Regions from separate parts of the Ovis aries genome. Here region 2 is linked to region 1. Evidence: chromatin contacts called from public Hi-C data. All regions are on one chromosome and are shown on one strand. The core of a region is the stretch at or near the end of the contact, and the rest is flanking DNA. Distances in the headings are between cores, read along the strand shown.

What was found. Hi-C and Micro-C count contacts between places; a contact is called where the count stands out from the background.
Region 2: a contact with region 1 is called in a Hi-C map of hypothalamus, with 2.0 times the contacts expected there. The contact joins the promoter of TBCCD1 here to the promoter of EIF4A2 in region 1. A contact is called at or near these places in 2 of 16 Hi-C or Micro-C datasets (blood and hypothalamus).

What each region holds. Positions count from the first base shown.
Region 1 is chr1:201,241,565-201,248,629 of ARS-UI_Ramb_v3.0, reverse strand. It overlaps EIF4A2 (eukaryotic translation initiation factor 4A2), which reads left to right and starts at 4,307. Exons shown (of 11, transcript XM_060419496.1): 1 at 4,307-4,374; 2 at 5,165-5,210; 3 at 5,295-5,427; 4 at 5,719-5,858; 5 at 6,632-6,800; 6 at 6,896-7,005. The coding sequence starts at 4,346. LOC114111381 (small nucleolar RNA SNORD2) reads left to right here and starts at 5,548; the gene lies at 5,548-5,616.
Region 2 is chr1:201,422,716-201,430,117 of ARS-UI_Ramb_v3.0, reverse strand. TBCCD1 (TBCC domain containing 1) reads right to left here and starts at 2,287. Exons shown (of 8, transcript XM_060419529.1): 1 at 2,195-2,287. It overlaps DNAJB11 (DnaJ heat shock protein family (Hsp40) member B11), which reads left to right and starts at 5,965. Exons shown (of 10, transcript XM_004003062.4): 1 at 5,965-6,225. The coding sequence starts at 6,158.

The sequences.
Region 1 (7,065 bases), core at 3,058-5,557:
CCAAAATCACTGCAGATGGTGATTGCAGCCATGAAATTAAAAGACGCTTACTCCTTGGAAGAAAAGTTATGACCAACCTAGAGAGCATATTCAAAAGCAGCCACATTACTTTGTGGACTAAGGTCCGTCTAGTCAAGGCTATGGTTTTTCTTGTGGTCATGTATGGATGTGAGAGTTGGACTGTGAAGAAGGCTGAGTGCTGAAGAATTGATACTTTTGAACTGTGGTGTTGGAGAAGACTCTTGAGGGCCCCTGGACTGCATGGAGATCCAATGAGTCCATTCTGAAGAAGATCAGCCCTGGGATTTCTTTTGGAAGGAATGATGCTAAAGCTGAAACTCCAGTACTTTGGCCACCTCATGGGAAGAGTTGACTCATTGGAAAAGACTCTGATGCTGGGAGGGATTGGGGGCAGGAGGAGAAGGGGACGATAGAGGATGAGATGGCTGGATGGCATCACGGGCTTGATGGACGTGAGTCTGAGTGAACTCCGGGAGTTGGTGATGGACAGGGAGGCCTGGTGTGCTGCGATTCATGGGGTCGCAAAGAGTCGGACACAACTGAGCGACTGAACTGAACAGAACTGAAGACACACAAGCACACACTACACACACATACAATGTATACACACATATATGTAATAGAATTTCTGATGAGAAAATCCTAGATTTTTGTTTTTAAAGTCACAAAGTAAATTACTGGGACATTTGAGAAGTGTTGAATACTGTTACAGTTATTATTACATCAATAGTAAATTTGGGAGTATAATGATACTTCTGTGCTTTTATGAAAAGAGTATCATTGTTTTTAGGATGTCGTGCTGAAGCATTAGGACTGAAGTCACTACTATGTCTGTGACTTTCAGAAGTTAAGAAAAAGTCACGGATAAATATGAGAGAAAACAAACGTAGTGAACTATTAACAATTGGTGTGTGAAACATTTGGCATTTGTTGCATTTTCTTGCAACTCTTCCTTAGGTTTAGAATTTTCCAAAATAAAAAGCTGGCACCACCTCAGATTAGATCACTGGATCTGGGTTGGGAGGGTGGAGTCCCACATAATCTGCATTTCAGAGAGGTCTTCCTATTGATTTTTACCCATACCATGGTTTAAGATGTATTGATTTGAAGTACAACAATGTAACTTTATTTCAGTTTTTATAAGGGTAGAGCTAGAAAAACCTCCATATCTTGATTACACAATAGAACTTAATAACCTTGGATTAATGAGTATAAACTTGTCCTTGTTCAACACCCCATTCCATGGTCCTCCTCAATTTTTTCCATTTTTTCAACTCTATTAATATCTTTACCTATCTTCACATAGATGTTTTAAAAGTCATTGTGAAGGGCAATTCCCTGGTGTTCCTGTGGTTAGGACTCAGTAATTTCAGTGCCAAAAGCCCAGGTTCAATCTGTGGTTGCGGAACTAAGATCCCACAAGCCAAGCAGCAAAGGAAATAAGTTATTGTGAAGAATGCGGCAGGGAGTGCCACTGTCCAAATTGCTTCAGTGGACATTGCTGCCATTCAAGCAGAATCTAGCCTCTTAATTTCCTCCAGTAACCGAATAATAAAGAGGCACTGTTCCTGTTCAGTTCAAGGCAATTCTTCCTAAACACTTATAGATGGATGTATTATCTTGTGTTTACTAAATAATACACGACATTAATAAGTAATAAATGAACTAAAGATCCAAAGTGAAAGTTATTCAGTTATGCCTGATTCTTTGTGACCCCCTGGATAGCCTGCCAGGCTCCTCTGTCCATGGACTTCTCCAGGCAAGAACACTGGAGTGGGTAGCCATTCCCTTCTCCAAGGGATCCTACTGACCCAGGGATCAAACCCAACTCTCCTGTATTGTAGGCAGATGCTTTACCACCTGAGCCACCAGAGAAGCCAGCCCAAAAGATCCAAACACACCTTAACAAACTTTGGTGTATCAATAGTTTACCAAGACATTCCTTTAAATGCATAGCTGCTGCTTAAAAATCAGCTGAGGCCTTAAACCAATGTTAGATTGGCAAGAAGGCACACAATGTAGTTGTTGTTGAATGTCGTTGAATCATGAGAATACTGGGTCCTTTCTATAGGGTTACATCACCCAACATAAAGCATACTCTTTTAATGTATTGTTACTGTTTTTTCATGTCATACTGACAAATCTATACTAATTCCTTGATTCCTCTGCTGAACATTGACTTATAATTGCTAGATAGATTTACAATTGTGGCTCACAAAGGGATAGAAGCCCAGTTTTAGTATATTTGCAGTATAAATAGCCTCCTATGTTCCCACTTAGCAAAGAAGCAGTTTGTAATTGACTTAGAGACCGCCATCTATTTTTAGATCTCGGGTAAGTAAAAAGTTTAACTGTATGCTCTGTGTTGATATGCAAAACTTTGTTAAAGTGTCTGTTTTGTTTGGGTCTTTATCTCATGTTTTACTTATCAAAGTTATTGAGTAAGCACTTGAAAATGTAGTAAACAGCATTTATTTGAGATACATTTGAGACTTGCAGGGTATGTGGGTCTAGATTTTTGCTGAATTTTAGATTAAGGCGCTTTCTTACCTTGAAACCCCTTGAGCAACTGTGACCTAAAACCAGAGTTTTAGTCCTTGATTATTTCCTGTTAAAATACTCTGGAAATCCTCCACAGCATGTAACAGTAGTGCTAAACCTAAGGAAATCACTCAACAATTAGGTGTTAATTGTTGAGTGATTTTCCCCATGGTTGACTGATTCACCAAAGACTCAAGTGAGACTTAACTGTTGGCCACATTTCTAATTAAGTATTTTCTTCAGTTTCCTGGATCCCAGGAGATTTTTAGTAGGTTTTGGATGAGCCAACAAGGACCTCTGACCTCCATTCTCAGAAAATGTCTGGCATTATTTCAAATCTGGATCTGAACATTATGAAGGGATGGATTGGGAGCAAAATCCCTGGATGGAGGGCCAAGTACACTTTGTCATCTGGGTATAACTTTTTGTCAGAATTTCCAGCATGATAATTTTATAAAAAATAATTTAAAAACTGGTATTTAGAACCAACTCTGTTGAATATAATAAGCAAATATAGAAAGTTGAGTCATTTTCTCTAGTTATCATACTTTAGGCCGTCCTTCTGAATTAATGAGAAAATATTTTCTGGAGTATTCGTGCTATCTTGCGGTATGAGTGGGACGGTATTTTAAAGTTAGATGACTAAACATACTATTCTGTTTGTTTTTATTAACGAGTCTGGGTTAGGGCTACAGTTGGAAAACCTCTGGAGCTTTATGAATCATGGAGCTTAATTAAGCAGCAAGGATTATATTGCTTTCAGTTTCAATAAATCAACATTCATTATATACAAGCAGTTACAATTCAAAAAATCTTTAGGGGAAAAAAAAAAAAAAAAGACTAGAACCAAAACCTATGTAATTCCAAAGCAGCATGGAGCTGTACCTGACGGGGAAGTATCCATTTAAATGCTTGCGTTTCAAGGAATATTACCCCTATATTTGCAAAAGTTCACAATGATTTTATCTGCCATTTCTCAAGCCTGTTAAAACATTATAAGCATTGTATTAAAGAGAGAATGAGAAAAGACCAGCGGCAACATGAGAAGAATGGAGGTGGCTACCCCAGAGATATGTGCAGAGCATACTATTTCTTCTCGCCCTGCACGATACACGGTAAACGGGACCTTCCAGGACATGTTGGGTAGCCGACATTTTCCGAAGCAGTAATTTCACATAGTCAAGGTCTGCAGGATGTTAAATGCTCCCGCGAAAGGCCAGGAGGCTCTTCATCTTCAAGTTAGGTAGCGGTGGGAACAGGCGGAATAACCCCAGTCCCCTCCAGTGCAGCGTATAGACTTGCCTGCCCCTCCGGCACGGAGCGCCGCGGGATTGGCGAGCTTGGCCCCACTAACCGGAGGGGAAGCCGGGGGAGCCCAGAGCCCTGGGCGCCCCAGGTTTCCGTCTCTCGGTCCTGTCCAGCGCCCCAGCTGCCTCTGCTTCGGGGATGCGGAAACCCCGTAGGAACAGGGCGGGCCGGGAACGCGGTCGTCCCACCGTTTGCTGCAATATTCTTCCGCTGCAGAGCAAAGAGTTCCAACCTTCCCCAGGGTCCTGGGATTCTCAGCAGCCCTGTAATATCGGCAAATAACCTAATTTGGGCTTTAACACCGATTTGCTTAGAATATTTTCTGAGATAAGCACTTTAGGGTCTCAATTTTGTGGTTGCCGAAGCGCGAAGGAAAATTCCTCCGCAGAAAACGGGTTCCGGCCGCGAGCCTATAAAAAACGGGTGGCGCGGCCCGGCTGTCTTTTCAGTCCGGCACTGAGTGGTTCTTCGGATCATGTCTGGTGGCTCCGCGGATTATAACAGGTATGGCGCTTCCTCGGTGGTGCTCTGTGGTATAGGTCCTAAGGCGCCGGTGGAGACTGTAATAGGTGGTCAGGAGGCAGGGAATTCTGGGTTTTAGGCATTGCCTTGGGATACAGTACCCTAGTGTCCTTCGAGAAGCTTCCATGGTGGGTAGGGCCTAGGTTGTGGGGTAAGTATGAAAACTGGGTGGTAAAAGAGTGTCTGTTCCCAAATACGCCTTGAAATCGCGGCCGTTTCCTCTGCCTCTGCGGAGCCCGGCGTTTAGTGGAAGCCGTGGCGCAGTCCGCAGTCGGTACAGTGTAACTGGGCCCCTAAGCTTTATTCGCGGCCAGCCGCGCGGTTTGGGAGCGCTAGACGATAGGTTTGGGTAGGGGTAGGACGGCGGCGGCTAGAGGCCGGGCCGGGTCGGCCACACGTTCCCGGCGAACCGTTGGCAAGGCCTTGCCGGGCCTCGGCCCGCGTCAATCACCCGGCTTGCGCAGTGTTAGGGGCGGAGCTCGGCGCGTGGAGCTCTCGCGAGATGGTCCGTGGCGGAGAGGGGAGCGCCCGGCGCTCGGGACTGGGGGGCAGGGCCTGCGTCCGTAGGGTTTCCGGGCGTCCCTGGTCCCTAACCTTTGAGTGGGCGCGCAGTACGCCTTGTGCCCTACGGCACCATCTTCTCTCGTTTGGAAAGTTTACACGTGCCGGGGAGGGCGACCGGGTCAGACTGGTTATAAAAGGGCTTTTATCCCTCTGAATGTGCAGTTATGGGGAAGGGATGTTCTCTAACTGCAGTTATTTTTGTCAGCAGAGAACATGGCGGCCCAGAGGGAATGGACCCCGATGGTGTCATCGAGGTAAGAAATAGATGTGGAATTTGGAACGTTGGAAAGGTGGGTTGGTTCATCCCATTTATTCCTTTATTTTTTTTTAACTTTCAGAGCAACTGGAATGAGATTGTTGATAACTTTGATGATATGAACTTAAAGGAGTCTCTTCTTCGGGGCATCTATGCTTATGGTTTTGAGAAGCCATCAGCTATTCAGCAGAGAGCTATTATTCCATGTATTAAAGGTAAAAGAACGTGTTGACGCTTCTTAAAAATGAGTTAACTGTCCAACATAGACCTGGATCTTTTCCCCTCTAATATGGGAAAATTACCTTTGGGAAACTAGCACTTATTTGTATTCCTTAAAGTGAAATGATGGCAATCATCTTTCGGGACTGACCTGAAATGAAGAGAATACTCATTGCTGATCACTTTTATTGTTTGGGCATAATTCATGTTCCAAATGGAATACATGGTGTGAACTAGAAGTAACGGTTTGATGTGGGATCGGTAAATATGTATCCTACTTTTTTTAGGGTATGATGTGATTGCTCAAGCTCAGTCAGGTACTGGCAAGACAGCCACATTTGCTATTTCCATCCTGCAACAGTTGGAGATTGAGTTCAAGGAGACCCAAGCACTAGTATTGGCCCCCACCAGAGAACTGGCTCAACAGGTATTGATAGTGTAGATGAAAAAAACTGCTTGCGTGTTGCATAGGTTTCAGGTTTCACAACTGTGAGAATTTAAAGCTTAGTATAAATTTGTCCTATAGAGCCCTCCTTTTGACTGTCCATGCATGCAGGGAGTTTTGTTGAAAGCTAGACAGGAACTGGGTGTACAGGTAATGGTTTGCAGGGTTGTGTAACAGATTGAGAAACTGAAGATTGCTGTTCAGAGTGGACTAGACCCGTTTTCATTTTTACGTTTGAATGCAGTTGTGCAACATGAAAACTGCAGTGACATGTTCTCCTTTGACAGTCTCAGTAGTTTGTGATACATCTGTTGCATGCTGTGTTTTCAAAGCTCACTGCTCTATTGGCTTTGAAGTAAAGCCTTGCTAATATACCTGTAGGCTTTATTAAGGCTAAGATTATTAAGTTGCAGTATCCTTCAGGGATGAATAGTAACTTCAGCTAAATCTGCTACTTTTTTTTTTAATCACTACTTACACTTTGCTACACAGTAAAGGATAGTGCAGGAAGTATTTTTTGTTCTCTACCTAGCTGATAACCTGGGGCATTAGGATTCAAAGTTTGATGAGGCACAAGATGTTTTCACAGTTTATTTTGAGGTAGTTAGATTGGTCTGCATTTTAAGCTTGGAAGTAGTTAAGTGCTGTGCATGCATTAAAGCTATTTGCAGACCAGATATTTGCCATTATGCTTTCGAAGTTTAGTCACAAGCCTGTAACTCTGCAGGATAATAATTAAGGCTTTTGGCTTTCAGATCCAAAAGGTAATTCTGGCACTTGGAGATTATATGGGAGCAACTTGTCATGCCTGCATTGGTGGAACAAATGTTAGAAATGAAATGCAAAAACTGCAGGCTGAAGCACCACATATTGTTGTTGGAACACCAGGGAGAGTGTTTGATATGTTAAACAGAAGATATCTCTGTAAGTATTGCTGATGAGTAAAGTTCTTACTATAATAAAGCAAATAGTATGCCTGAGAATTGAGATATGATGGCATGACTCTTATTTTTTAACAGCTCCAAAATGGATCAAAATGTTCGTTTTGGATGAAGCAGATGAAATGCTGAGCCGAGGGTTTAAGGATCAAATCTATGAGATTTTCCAAAAATTAAATACTAGTATTCAGGTGAGCTTTGTTTCAGTCTCCTAAAATTGCTGGAGATTAAACACCGGCACTATCACAGTT
Region 2 (7,402 bases), core at 1,038-3,537, 180 kb before region 1:
TGCTGGAGTGGGGTGCCACTGCCTTCTCCATTTAAATGTACTAGGTCAGTTTAAAAAGTGAATAGATTTTTTGGTCAGATCTCATCATAATCTATTTGAGCAAGAAAAAAATGTGATAAAACCATCTGACTTGTTCAAAGTGGTTGTTCTAGGAAGAGTATAAATGCATGAGGTACGAGATAGATGCTTGCTCAGGATAAAGAAAAGAAGAAATGGAAAAAGAGAGCCATCCTATCACCAGAAATCTTGCTCTACCCTGAGGGCAAACACTAATCAAAATAAGAGGAATAACATTCCAAAGTCCAATCACTTACATATAGAGGATGAGATTGATTAAAGATTGGGTGTGTTAGTTGCCCATATGAGTGCAACATCAAGCACTAGCACGAGGTGGCACACAAGAACGCTCATGTAAACATAAACCGAAAAAACTGACCAAGGAAATTAAAGCACCTTTACTCTCCGTAACAGTTAACCTGCTCTGGCATATTCTATTGTCCTTAGTTCAGGAGCAATATTTTTAGATTTTGTTGGTTTATTGCTTGTTGTAACAACAAGATACCATTTTAATGGAATATTTATTAAATATCTAAAAATGGAAGGGGAGCAAAGTATCCATAGGCCTACCACCAAAGGGAAACTGGTTAATATTTTACTGTACTTCCTTCCTTTTTCTACACAGGTTTTTGAATGTTCATAGTTGTGATAACACTGTATATTTTGCATTGTATAATACAATTCTGTATTATTTTAAAAGCTGAAAAAATATACTCCAGTTTACTCAACTGTTCTATTTTCAGACACCTTGTAAATTTAATTTTTTTCACAAAAACAAGACAGACAAAATAGTGATCATTGTTGAAGCTGGATGATGAGCACATGGGGGTTCACTTACCTATTCTACTTTTATATATGAGAAATTTTTCTGCGATAAAAAGTTTAACATTTTCACTTTTATAAATAATGCTATAATTACCACCTTTCTGCATATATTCTGTCTTGTGATTAATTCCCAGAGAAAATTTTCAAATGCGCATTTGTGAAATGAAGTAATTGACATTTCTCAAGTTCCTGCCATATATGTCCACTGCTTTCCAAAATGATTATATAAAATTTTCCATCAGTTGACCAAGCAATGGTTTTCATCGAGCATGCCTCAGCATTAACCTTACTTTAAAAACCTTCATTTTATGACTGGATGAAAAAAAGTGTTACTGCTATTTTTGTTTGGCACTTGATTCTAAGAAAGCTGTGCTTCTTCGGGGAATTCTCTGTTCAAAAAATAACGGACATAAATTACGTGCATATTATGCGCCAGGTAGCATTCTAAGTATTTCATGTTCTTCACCTTCTTTCATGCTTACAATCACCTAGAGATACATATATTATCCCCATTTTCAGATGAGAAAACGGGGGCTTAGAAAAGTTAAGTGAGTTACTTACCTAGAGTCACATACTTGAGTTGGCAGAGAACCCTGGATTAGAATTCAAGTCACTCTGACTTCAGAACTGAGCTACTTACAAATATATATATTAATACTTTAGGAACCCAGTTTTAGGAGAATCTGGAAAGTGGGAGTGAATCCAGAAGAGAATTACCAGAATGAGTGGTCTTAAACGGAGGGCCACGTAAGGGCCAGGTGAAGAATCATGGAAGCATGAACCCCAGAAAGGGTGTGAGAGGGTGGATGACAGCTATCTTTGAACTCTCTGAGTAAAATCAGACGATGCAGGTTCTGTGAGGAAGATCTTGGTCCACTCCAGTATAGTCCACCTGTCTCTATAGCGAGCAATCAAAAGCTCAATGGAGACGAACCCTCTATTCTAACCACGAAATTCCGGACGGCTAAATTCATAAACATAAACGGAAGCTCCTTTCCGCTTCAAAAGCTTCCCTGGGATGCCCTGGGATCCTGGTTTTTCAGGAAGGGAGGCCAGCGTGAGGCCCAAGGCCGTCCTCCCGAGGCTTCGCCGCCACCTCATCCGCTGTCCAGGGTAGGACGCGGTCCAGGTTGGGAGGCGGGATGTGCAGCCCGAGAGCGCCCCGATCAGACTTCGGGAACAGAGAAGCCCCAGGTAACAGGGTCTGTAGAGGACCCAAAACCTGGCGAGCGCAAAGGCTGCCTTCCCAGCCGGAGCCTGAAGCGAGATGGTCCCTCTCCTCCCTCCCTGGCGTGGGCCCGCGAGCGGTTACCTGCGAAGGCAGCTGGCCGTTCCTCCGGACCTCTCAGGGCGCGGCCGTGCCTTGCGCGCCAGACCGGCCCAGCGCTCGTCGCCCAGCTTCTGCGCAAGCGCGAGGTCTCGCACCACCGAGACCTGGCGCACGACATTGCTAGAGCGGCCCAGTACTTCTTTCGCGATCTGCGAAACACTTGGCTGGCGCCAAGAGTCCTTGATGCTGGAACCTGGAACCAGACCTGGCTGCTTTCTGGAGTCGAGCTTTTCTACTCAGGGTAGTAGGAAGTTTTCTATGCCTCCACAGAGCTGTGGTCAGCGACTAGCTGCTGGTAAGGTCAGCACGCTTTCATCAGTAATAATAATGAAAGTGACAGTTTACTTTTATAGAATACTATGAACTGGGCACTGATTAAAGCACCTTAACTTATCTGTCTTCCTAAGAGCACTCTAAGTACACTTGTTTTACAGATGAAGAAACTAGGGCTTAGAGAGGTGAAAGTACCACAGCGACCGAGCAAAGATACAAACCCAGGCTATCTGAAGCGAGAGCGACCAGGGTGAGCTCATGTCAACCATGTTACTGCTTTTAAGTTTTGTTTTTTTTTTTTTTTTTTTGGATTTCACCTAGTATAAGAACATCACTCTTTTCTCTAAACTTTCATTTTATGATTTTTGGCCATTTTCTGTTTTCTTAGTTCGTTTATGGCCTCTAGGTGTGGGAGATACAAAGGTAAAAAAGACCATAAAATGCAATTTAGCTCCTCTTGCATGTGGCCTCTCTCCCTTAGTAGGCATCTTCCTGAAAGCAGTAACCTGGCCTCCCTCTTAGCTCTGCACTGTATCTGGCACAGTGTTAGCCACTTGAATTACAGTAGTGAACAAAACATAAAGCCCTTGTTTTCTTGGAGTGTATATTTTGATAGGGAGAATGGGTGAATGCCAAATCTGAGCTGAGGCCTGAAGAGTAAGAAGCCAGCACACGAAGATCACAGTTAAAGCGACTTTTACGCAGTGGCAGACTCTGTTCTAAGCTGCTGCCTTAAACAGCTGTTAAGAGAACAGTCCATATTCATGCTCTCATGAAACTGGCATTCCAGTATGTGTGTGTGAGGGCAGGGATGAAAATAATAGAGCAGTATAAAAACAGAGATTCAATAGTTGCTAATTTTGGTTGCTCCGTCAAGGAAGTCTTCTATAAAGTGGTGAATTTAAGCTGTTATCTGAGTTTAAAAAGGAGTCACCCCTGTTAGGATCTGAGGGAAGAGTGTTTCAGGCAGAAAAAAAAACTAGAATAAAGGCCTTAACTAGGAATGAGCTTGATGTATTCAAAAAAGATAAAGGAAACTGTTTTGCTGGAAAACGTGGTAAGGAGTATACTAGGTGAAGGTACAGATCATGTACGTTTTTTGTTCTTTTTTTCCCAGCTTTATTAAAAAATAATGTTTCTTACTGGCCACATGTGGCTATAGAGCACTTGAAACTTGGCTAGTGGCACACTGGAATGATGCTGAGAGTCAAGGTGCATTCATTTATACATTCCTCCCTATGTCCTGCTTCCTGATTCTGACTTTTGCCTGCCACCTGCTGTGATCACTTGATCACCATAGCTGCATTGCCAATCATGGCTCAAATATTTATCTGTGAGGTTTGCTTTTTCTATTTAAGTTCCCATAAATTTTTATTTCATTATATTTATTCTGCAGATGATCACTGGCATGTTTGAACAGTATCATTCTCCCATTTCCCCAGCTCTTTATATTCTAGACTGAGAGATTTTAGATTATCAACTTAATCTGACTTTATACACATTTCTTATTTTTTGAGATGTAACAGTACAGACTTTTAGGATTGTACAGGAAGAGACTCTCGCCTTTGGGATGTTACTAGATTTTAGAACTAAGATATTTTCTAGGATTAACATTATTCTGAAAATTTGGGTGACTGCTTCAATTTCTTTCGTCTCATCCTCAGTCACCCCTTCTCTTCCTGAGGATGAGATAGGTGGATAGTATGATCGATTCAATGGACATGAGTTTGAGCAAACTACTGGAGATAGTGAAGGACAGGAAAGCCTGGCCTGCTGCTTTCCATGGGGTCGCAAAGAGTCAGATACAAACATGACTGAGCAACTGAACAAATCTGGTTCTTTATATTATCAATGTTTTAACATTGACTCAGCTAGGCCAGTATTCCTCTTTAAACTTTTTAGGCACTAGAGAATAATTAGGTAGATGGTTTATTTAAAGTTATATATTTAAAGTTATATATTTGCCTTTCCCTGCCTATTAATATTTTTAATGTGTATGATACCCAAGTGATATACATATATATAATTGATAAATTTTAAATCTCTTTAGACATTTCTTATGGGGCTTCCCTGGTGACTCAGTGGTAAAGAATCCGCCTGCCAATGCAGGAGACATGGTTTGATCCCCGGGTCAGGAAGATCCCCTGGAGAAGGAAATAGCGACCCACTCTAGTATTCTTGCCTGGAGAATCCCATGGACAGAGGAGCCTGGCAGGCTACAGTGCATGGGGTGACAAAGGGTTGGACACGACTTAGTGGCTAAACAAGTAAACATTATTATATTATCTAATAGCTAGTATACAGGCTGGGGATCTTATTGTTAAGTGCAACGGAAAGTCATTCAAGGCTTTTAAGCAGAGAAATTATATGATCTGACACGTGTGTAAAAAATCATGGCAGGGAAAAGGATCGGGGTGAGAAAGAGATCCTAAGATATTAGGAGTGGAGGCAGGGAGACCAGTTAGGAAGCCCTTGCCTGGTGGGAGATGATGTGACTTGGCCAAGAGGTGGTGGAGATATATAATAGTGGACAGATTCAAGAAATGGTTTAAAGGTAAAGATTCGGATAGGGGACACAGGAGAGAAATCAAGGAAGATACCTGAAGCTTTGCAGTGAACAACTAGGTGGTGATTTACTGAAATGAGCAAAGGGGTGGGTGGAAGGGGTCAGAGGGTCGTTTCTGGTTGTTTTTTTTTGTGTTGTTGTTCTTTTAAGTGTAATATTTATTATTCTTTGCGTGGTTACTATGTGCCAGACGCTGCGCTAGACGGCTTACAGATTAAAATTTCACAATACTATCAGTAAATGCTGTGCCTCAGTTTTGTAGAAAAGAAGCTTAGGCTTAGACTTGGGACAAGGCGCATGTTCTCACCGCTAGAAGTGGTGGAAGCTGAATTCGAACCTAAGTCTGTCTGCTTCCACGGACATCAGGCCTCTTCTTTGCGAAACGAAGACCGTTTCGCGTGAGTTTTGTTAGGAGAAGGCAAATCATGACCTAAGCGTCGCGTCCGTTGTACCGTTGACTTTCAGTCATTGTCCCCGCCCATCTCGCTCGCGTACCTCCTCCCGGGCGTCCAGCGCCTAGCTCTATATGAATGAAATTCCTAGACTTGTAACCAATATAAAACTTCCCTCCTGCAATTGGCCAGTGCTGGAGGAAGAGCCTTGTGATTGGTAGAGAGTCCAAGGAGGCGGGCGGAGGGAAACTTCTCGTACCGTGGACGCCGGCTCTAGGACGCATCCTACATCACCAATCTTTACGTAATTTTCTCCGACTGGCAGGTGCCTGGGCCGGACGGATTCCTGCGGCGGCGCGATTCTCTGACGTTTCCCCTTCTAATTGGCCGGGAGCTGCGGCTGCAGTCCCGAAGCCTAACTGGCCGCCCGCGCCGCCTCGGAGGTGAAGTGTACTGCACTGATTGGCTGTGAGGCGCCGGCCGCGTGTGATGTCCGGAGCAGCGATTGGCTCTGGCCCGCTAGGGGCTTCTCTCGCCGGGACTCGGGACTCCCGGGAAGTGGACTGGTAGAGGAGGGGGCAAGCTAGCTGTCGCTGCTAACTAAGTCGGAGACCCGGGCGTAAGACGGCTTCTCAGGGCCCGGTGGGCTGACGAGCCGACGCGGCGGCGGGGGCTGTGAGGAGTGCGGGGGACCGGGGCCGGCACAGAGGGACTATGGCCCCGCAGAACCTGGGCACCTTCTGCCTGTTGCTGCTGTACCTCATCGGGACCGTGATCGCCGGGTGAGGAATTGGAATCTGCGGGCACGGGGCCATTAAGTCAGTCTTGGCTAGGAAGCAGGCTGGGGAGAGAAGGGGACATTGTCCGACGGGGGGAGTGGTAGGGGGCGTTGCTGTGGTGAGGCGGTGGAGAGGAGGAGTGGGTAGTGTGGGCCAGGCTAGTGGGATGGAGAGGACGACAGTGGGTGACCCGGGAGATAGGGACTTAGACTCGGAAGCCCTAGAGCTAGATTTGCCCAGAGAAGCGAGGGTTGGATGCAGTGACAAACGCAACGTGGGATGAGGGGCTGCTGAGTTTGGAGAAGGGGACGATACAGTGTTAAGTCTACGACGAGCCGTTGGGCTGGCATTAAAGTGGGTGGGTTGTGATACCAGGCAAAGTGAGGAAGTGGGGAGAATAGGTAGGGTAGCCATGCCGGGACTGAAAGAAATTGGAATGAAGGAGCAAGGCAGACCCTTTGAAGAGCCCTTGTACCTTTCAGCTTCGTGAGATACTGAGCCTAAGCTGTCATGCCTCATTGTCTCTCCAGGAAGTATTCTTAGGGAGCTGAGTAGTATTACAAGCAGAGGGGAGAAACATTTCACGAATAGCCAGTAGACTGGAATTCTAGCCCCACCCAACTTATGAATTATGTGACTTTGAAAGAAAACCAAAATTCCCATCTTTGACATGAGGATGATAATGTGCCACCTGTTTGAAGGAAGCAGGACCTCCTGGACTCTAGAGATTCTCCAGCCTTTAAGATCCACTGTCCTGTAGGGCCGGTATCCACTGAATTTGATATGTCAGGCTCATATTTAGAATGTGGAAAATAGTAAATCCTTAGCTTCTGACAAATTTGTAGGTTACTCTGAAAGAAGAAAGCACTACCTAGAAGAACTTGACACTTTTAAGTGCTTATTATTCTCTTAAAAGTCCCCCCACCCCGTGTGCATATATGCTTAAACTTTTTTTTTTCCCTTGTGAAACATCTTATATTTCTAAAATAAAAATCTTCTTCTCCTAGGTAAAACTTTATTGTATTTTTAACATGTTTTTGTTAGCACTTTTTGCACTTAAAGCAATGTGTACCTTAAGTTGTTGAACAAGATGTCAGCATGCTGCTGCTGCTGCTAAGTTGCTTCAGTCGTGTCCAACTCTGTGCCATCCCACAGATGGCTGCCCACCAGGCTGCCCCGT